Regions from separate parts of the Mus musculus genome. Here region 2 is linked to region 1. A link is a contact called in public promoter capture Hi-C data. All regions are on one chromosome and are shown on one strand. The core of a region is the stretch at or near the end of the contact, and the rest is flanking DNA. Distances in the headings are between cores, read along the strand shown. Region 1 overlaps Raf1 (v-raf-leukemia viral oncogene 1). Region 2 overlaps Tmcc1 (transmembrane and coiled coil domains 1).

Evidence for each region. Capture Hi-C pulls out chosen DNA fragments and counts their contacts.
Region 2: a contact with region 1 is called in a promoter capture Hi-C map of adipose tissue. The contact joins two enhancer-like sites. A contact is called at or near these places in 1 of 39 promoter capture datasets (neutrophils), 1 of 115 datasets of contacts at active chromatin or transcription factors (pancreatic cancer cells) and 1 of 9 other capture datasets (adipose tissue).

Annotation. Positions count from the first base shown.
Region 1 is chr6:115,665,402-115,669,426 of GRCm38.p6, reverse strand. The region is part of intron 1 of Raf1 (v-raf-leukemia viral oncogene 1); the gene reads left to right. Among named protein-coding and RNA genes, the nearest start is that of D830050J10Rik, 8.6 kb to the left of the region's middle. Within about 2 kb of position 2,651, at least 95 of the 459 cell types and tissues checked have an H3K27ac peak or open chromatin away from gene starts, as enhancers often do. A contact at or near this core is called in adipose tissue, where this site is marked.
Region 2 is chr6:116,106,318-116,110,149 of GRCm38.p6, reverse strand. All of the region lies in intron 3 of Tmcc1 (transmembrane and coiled coil domains 1), which reads left to right. Among named protein-coding and RNA genes, the nearest start is that of Tmcc1, 85 kb to the left of the region's middle. Within about 2 kb of position 2,234, at least 268 of the 459 cell types and tissues checked have an H3K27ac peak or open chromatin away from gene starts, as enhancers often do. A contact at or near this core is called in adipose tissue, where this site is marked.

The DNA of each region.
Region 1 (4,025 bases), core at 1,402-3,901:
AGCGCACGAATGAAGGTCAGAGGAAGCAGTCTATTCTTTCCCTCTATGCAAGTCCTGGGAATTGAATCGAGATCATCAGGTAAGCATTTAACCACTGAACCACTTGCCAGCCTTAAAAGCGGTTTTTAAAAGTACTAGTAGAGGGGGCTGGTGAGATGGCTCAGTGGGTAAGAGCACCCGACTGCTCTTCTGAAGGTCCGGAGTTCAAATCCCAGCAACCACATGGTGGCTCACAACCATCTGTAACAAGATCTGACTCCCTCTTCTGGAGTGTCTGAAGACAGCTACAGTGTACTTACATATAATAAATAAGTAAATCTTTAAAAAAAAATACTAGTAGATGCAAGCACTCTTTGTGAATGGTACAGGGTAATGAGTGCAAGTTGTTACTGTGAAGGATTTTGTCTGATAGAGGAGCTTCGCCAAGCTTACTGCTTGTTGTTCTTGCTCCTCGGAGAGTCACTCCCTGACCTTTTGCTTTATGGCCTTTATTGTACAGTTATTTGTGAGCTCCTATCTAGGTAGATAATAAACTCCAATGATTGATTTCTTCTTTATGCTTATTTATTGATATTTGTGGGGAAATTTCATTGGAGAGGTTGAGGGACCAGGCTGTTTGAGAATGAATTGAAATCCCAACACTACTTGTTTTATACTTCTCTCTGTCTGTCTGTCTATCTGTCTCTGTGTGCAGACATGTGTACATGGTCAGAGGACAGTTTGCAGGAGTATATTTTCCTACCAAGTGGGTCCTCAAGATCAAACTGAGGTTATCAGACACTGTGGCAAGTGTCATTGTCTGCTAAGCCATCTTACTGGTCCTATTCTATGCTGGGTAATCACAGGCTGGCCCTGAGTCCATATTCATCTTTCTGCTTTAGTCTCCTGAGTGCTGGGATTCCAGGTATTGTGTTATCATGTCCACCAACACTAAGCTTATGTGTGGATTTTTTGAGCAGAGATCTTTTGTAGTTGACGTTGTCCTGTAGCTCTAGCTGAGGATGACCTTGAACTCCCAAACGTTTGCCTTCATCTCGGGAGTGCTGAGATTCCCCATGTTCTCCATCATCGTTCTGTTGATTCTGTACTGAGTGATGAGGAAGAATATCATGTGGTGGAGGCTACTTGCCTCACGGTAAACAGGAAGCAGAAACAGGGGCCCTGGGACAAGCTAGAGCCCCTAAGAACATGCCCTTGGTGACCTACTCCCTAAAATTTTCAGAATTTCCCAAGAGCACCCCACTAGCTGTGAACTAAACCTTACTGTAAGAGCCTTTCAGCAGAGATGGAAGCATACTTCATATCCAAACCATTACAGCTGCTTCCATTTTCCTTTAAATTGATATAAAGTTCTGGCTAAGTGGTGTGGGCTGGCTTCAAACTCTCATTTTTGAGCTCTTGTTCCTCTTGCCTCAACTTTCTAAGTTCTAGGGTTACAGGTGTAATGTGATAGCATTTGCATGAGAAACAATTTTTTAAAAATCATTATTGTATAGGGCAACTTTTAGGAGTCAGTTTTCTTATTTTATGATGTTAGACCTGGGGATTGAACTTGGGTAGTCAGGCTTGGCAGCAAGTTCCTTTACCTGTGGATCTGTCTTGCTGGTATGAGAACGGTTACTTTTTCATTCATTCACTTATTTATTTAGAAATAGGATCTCACTGTGTATCCCTTGCTGGCTCAAATCTTGCAGTTTAGAACAGACTGTCTTTGAACTCAGAGATCCACCTGCCTTTGCCTCCTGAGTGCTGGGACTAAAGGTGTGCATTACCATTCTGCAAAAGACTAGTTTTTAAAACTACTTGTTGTGTATGTAAGGTTTGCCACAAAAATGTCTGATTTTAATGTGAAATGAAGTCATTAGTGTTTCTGTCTGGTGAGCCTGAGTGAGATAACATTGGCTTTTGCTGCTCCTGTTCTCCTCAGACTGTCACTTTAGCTTCTTATTGTGGGCATCAGACTTTGCACATTGTATATTTAGGTATTTGTGCTAATGTTCGACTTTGTAATTTGTTCATTTAAAAATTATTAGCTACTACCTAAATGAAGAAGTAGTTACTGATTTGGAGATGAAAAGAAAAGCTGAGTTTAAAAACAGTTCAAAGCCACAGTTTTGGCTGTACCGTTGACAATCACTCTGAGCAGTCAGACTCTGAGATAGAAGGACCACAAAAGTGCAAGACCAGCCTAATCTACACAGTGAAACTCAAGATCAGTCAACTAACCAGCCAGCCAGCCAGCCACTGGCTATCCAAAACAGTTCAAAAGATTTAAAGAGGATAATGAAAAAACTCATTTTGTGGTGAGGTAAAAATGAAATTGGTCCCAGGCACCTTTCACTGTGGACTGATTGTTTCTGAACTACCTCATACTCAGTTTGCATTTTAGAATCAGTTACACTTCAAAACAACAAAATCTGCTTCTCATACTTGGGTATCGAATCTTCGCTTGCTAACATTTAGAAGGGTAGACTGGTCCATTTCTTTATGTAAGCCTGTGTCGGCCAGTCATCTGATGAAGTCACCAGTTTGTGGCCAGAAATTGAGAAAGAGTTGATGAGGAAACTCAAAATATTGACACATCCTGACCAGCTTGCAGTGCATGAGACTGCCCTTTTGGACTGGTTGAGAAATGGTAGCATAAGCCTTGTGCAAACGAGACCATTGCTGTTTTCTAGCTGGGATGAGATGAGAATCAGAACAGCTCATGTTTGCTCAGCAGAAACTTTGTGAGGCCCCTCCCCCCAGAATGTATGCTCAATTGCAGTGGTATCTTCAAACTGATTACTAGAGTTTTGGCTTCGTAGGTGTACATGTCCAGAACATTTTATTTTTTTAAATGTGATTTTATTTAGTTAGGCTCCTTTAAAAACTGTTTTTATAATTGTGTTCATGTGGGTTCAGGTGCCTGCATATCTCTCTCTCTCTGTCGCTCTCTCTCTGTCTCTGTGAAATCACTCTGTAGACCAGGCTGGCCTTGAAATAAGAGGTCTGTCTACCTCTGCCTCCTGAGTCCTGGGATTAAAGGCGTGTTCACCACTGTTCCGCAGTGTTTGTTATTTTAAAATTATGTGTCTCTGTGTAGGTTGTTAGTGCAGGTGCTGGTGGGTGCCTTGAGGACATTTGATCTTCTGGAGCTGGAGTTACAAGTGGTGGTGAGCTACCTACCTAACAGGGGTGCTCGGGCTAAGCTCTAGTCCTTTGCAAGAGCAGCAGCAAATGATCTTAACCACTGAACCAGCTCTTCAGTTCCCAGAGCCTTTTAAAAATTTTGAGAAGCGGAGAGATGGCTCAACAGTTAAAGAACATTAACCAACCTTCCATAGGATGAGGTTTGACTCCCAGCTCCCACCCGGTGTCTCACAACCATGGGAATCCAGACATACATTCAGCCAAAACACCATACACTTAAAAATAATTAAGAAAAGAATTTGGAGATAATCTGCAAACAAGAATGGACATGATGATGTATAATTGATACAGAGGAGATTCAGAATTCTCCAGGTAATGTGAGCAGATGGTTTATAGGCTCACAGTTGGTCAGCCCTTATTTCAGAACCTGGAGCTCTTTTGGAATAGGTAACATTGTTAGGTAGCTAACTCAGGAAATCTACTCAGGAGTAGTTTCTGATCAATAGAGCCATCACTGCTTCTATAACAAAGAACAACGGCATATCATTTGGTAGCTTATGCTAATAGTTTGCTTTCTCTGTAATCTTAAAAGACTAAGAAACATGTCAGGCTGCGTAGATATTCATACTGTAATCCCAGCAGTGAATATGAAGGAAGGAGGGTTGGTATTTCAAGGCCGACCTGGGCTAGACAATCAGGCCCTGTGTTAACAGAGCAAGGGCTGGGGATATAGCTCTGTAGTAGAGCACTCACCCTGAGCTTTATTTTCCAGCTCCTGGGTTGTGGGGCACAGCATGGTGACACTAGACATGTACATGTCAAGTAGAAGAGAAAGCAACACAGGTATCCTGCCAGAAGTTCACTTAGCTCTTATTACCTTATTTTGTCTTCTG
Region 2 (3,832 bases), core at 985-3,484, 440 kb before region 1:
TTCTCTTTTTCCACAGAAATAGTTAAGTGTTGCCGATTTTTTTTCACAATCTACAAAAAGAAGGGCATTGTTAATTGAGTACTAGAATATGAGAGAGAGAGAGAGAGAGAGAGAGAGAGAGAGATTGAGATTGACTATAAAGCTGTGGTCTTTTGTGTCTCTCTTGATGTTATTTTGTTACCTTTGTTATAGTCTATTCATCCAAAAACAAAAACAAAAAAACAAAAAAAACAAGAACAAAACCAAAACAAACCAGAACAAAATAAGCCAGATTTGGAGATTTTTTTTTTTTCCCTAGTGGCTCAGGTAGTTAAGATTTTACTTTTTAAACTAAGGACTAGGTTTCACATTCATTCATAATGATATTTTAACATAATTAGTTGCATCAAAGCAATTAGGCTTTATTTTACTAGGCAAACAAATGAGTTTCCACAAGAAAGGCAATCAAGTTTGATCTTTTTAACCCTAAGTCTTATATTTTGGAACATTAAGCATTTACATTCCTTTCAGTTCAATTAAGATTCTTATTCTCTCCCTTTTTATTTACCCAGTGCTACCCAGTGCTGGATGCTTTAACAGTGAACTTAATCTCTAGTCTCCTCCCCTCCTCTGTTCATGATTGATACCTAATGTGTACTGTCTGTTGTCTTTTGACATTTTTTTTTTACCTGGTTCCATTTCTATTTTTGAATAGAAAGAATCTTAAAACTGTAATATGGGCTTGGTTTTAGATCACCATGTTTCCTGACACACATGTTCGTTCTCTCTCTCTCTCTCTCTCTCTCTTTCTCTCTCTCTCTCTCTCTCTCACACACACACACACACACACACACACACACACCTCTTTCCAAGCAGACTATTTTTTCCTTTTCCTTGGTGACAGGATCTCACTGTACAGTCCAAATTGACTTTAGCTCATGATCCTCTCTGTTCCATCTCCTGAGTGTGCTGGGATTAGAGGTGATGGGTCACCAAGTTCAGCTCCAGAGACTATTTCATTTTCTGTGAGAAGAAAAAGCAATTTCTGCAGAAGTTCACTCTAAGCCAACTAACTTTGCACTTTGAAATTATTTTAATCCAGTATGCCTCAACCTTGCTAATGCTGCTCTACCCCTTTAATACAATTTCTCATATTATGGTGACCCCCCAAGCATAATTTTCATTGCTACTTAATAACTGTAATTTCACTATTGTTATAAATCATGATGTAATAAATATCTGATATTCAGGATATTTGATATGTGACCCCGTGAAAGGGTCTCACAATCCCCAAAGGGGTCATGACCCACAGGTTGAGAACCACTGTTTTAATCTGTTTGTTTCAGATTCAGGTTATTTTGCATACTCTACATCATAAATATGGGCCATTTTCCACTATTAGTCATAGTTGCTCTAAGTTGTTACTTTTAAGCTTTGAAACTTATATTATTTTTTTAAGCAGGAAAACCCTTTTGTATTTATGACTTTTAAGAGGCAAGATTTATGTTTTTGGAGCCTGCCTTGGTTTAAATTTGGTGTAACTTGTCAGTGATGTCAAAGATACTATGTCTCTGTAGAATGAGATGAGAGCATCTTGCATTCTATTTGTAAGTAATTGGAAGCCAGTGCAGGGAACTGGAGTAATTAAGAATAGCCTTGCAAGAAACTTGATTTTGTTTTCAAATTAATTTTTCCACTTTTCTTGACTGAAGAATATAATAACATATAATAATTATATTGAGGTTTTAGAGAAGGTTCCTAATTTGTCTGAAAAGTCCTCTAGCACAAACTTGAAAGGGATGTTTTGAGAAGTCAGTGGGACAGTAGATGTGACTTCTGATTGTACATCTGGAGTTTACACCTACCAAAGCCACAAACCTAGTACAGGTCCTAGTCCTGCACACAGAAATAGAGAGCACTGTAGGCACTAAACCCGTGGATACCAAGTTCTGTCCTCATTTGGAAGAAGAGGCTGGCTCATTTAGAGGAAGAAGAGTGGCCAGCGATCTTTGGATCTCCCCTGAGGTTGTCACTTTCCGTTTCCCTTTATTTGAATAGATGCACTCTAAGCTGGTCTATTTGATTTGTGCGCCAGTTTTTTAAAATACTTTGTTCCAACAAGAGAGGCATTCACCTCTGGAGGCCGCCTTACCCTTTAACTTGAGCCCGGAGTTGTAGTCACCGTCCAAGTATGCTCCCTGCACCTGACATTCCTTCCCACTGGAGCCTTTCGGTGAATAAGAGGAAAGGCTCGGCCAATTATACTAGACAAAGCCGCACAGCTGCGAGTCAGCTGGGAGGAGTTTCCGTTTGGAGCTGGAGCTGGTGGCGGCTGGCGCTCCCACCTCCTTTTTCCCCCTCGCCACCATCCCCTTCTATTCTCAGGGATTACCTGGGTGGAGGCCGGGCTCTGACTCTCGAACCGGGCAGCAGATGCTGCCATACCGGCAGGTGCCACCCACCTCTAGCCTCCGCCTCAAGAGCAAAGACCGGAGGCTCAGGTGGTACCCGGCACCCTGCCTGAAGGTTGGCGGGAGGGGAAGGGGTGGTCCTTACGGCTGGACCCTCCAGCTGACACAGGAAGTGCGGGGAGAGCCTGGCACTGGGCTGGGATCCGCCCCGCCTGCCGCTCCTAGGCTGTGCTGTCTCCGCAGAACAATGAAGTGCTTCCAAGTTTGCTGAGACTCCTGGGGAATGCATCGAACTCTGTCAGCCTTCAAATGTGCCGCCAGTGACTTCCCCCAAGAAGCTGTGTTTTAATAAAAGAAGAAAAAGACACCCTTTCTGGGTAGATCGCTTTGTTAGGAGATCCTCACGACCATGGTCCAGCGCTTTAGCCTCAGGCGGCAGCTCTCCAAGGTGGGTCAGTTTTCTGGTGTGTCTTACTGGGAACTCTGGCTTCTGCAGGGTTTCCTTTTTTGATGGGACTTTTATGTCAAGCCTGCCTTTCTCTGGTGCTAAGGAAGGTCTGGGGAGGAAGCTCTGCCTTTTGTTCTTTGATCTGATGGACACAAAGCTGAAGGTTGCCTGCACTGCCAGCCCCAGGCTGTATGCCCCTAAAACTGTAGCTGTCATCTTCAAATCTGGACCAACTTGTCATATTTACCCCTGACAGTTTCAGAAGAATGTGGGTAGGTAGTAATTGTAGGTCAGATGTATATATTTAATTAGCAAAATAATAGCTTGTAAATCAACAGAAGAAAGCCTGCCTGCTCTGTGGAATCAGGACTTTCATACAAATTTCACTAAACTCAAAAAAAAAAAAAAAAAAAAAAAAAAGCACAAAACAGTTGAAGAAGCCAAAAGCCACAGGAAAATCTTAAAGGTGAGGGGTTGTGTAGAGACTTAGATACCTAGTAGAGTGTGTAGGAAGCCTTCCAGGGAAGCTGGTGGAGCAGCTCTTTAGAGAGTTCTAAAAAGTCAGTTTCACGGAACACTTTCAAATATAAAATAAAAAAGTGTAGTGCCCTTTAAGAAAAGGTAGTTTTTATCGGTGGGCTCTCGTGGGTGCGGGCCCGTATGTAGTTTTAGCTCTATCCTTAGTTAATGCAGAGGCTGTGTGGAAAGAGAAGGTAAGAGGTGAACTTTATTTCAGAAACCATTGTGTTCTTCATAGGCTTTATTTTAAAGACATGGCAGTTGGTGGCTAAATTGTGCCACAGTTCATTCCCTGTAGACAGAAGTATAAACAAACAGTCCATCTGTAGACATTCTTAACTTTTTTTGACTGATAATCAGAATTATCAACCTTGCAATGTGTTAGGATCCTGAGAGGAAATGTTAGCTGCCCACAGGTGACAGCAGTGTGACTGAAGCAGAAGGAGCTCCACACTTGCCCAGCCTCAGCTGTGTG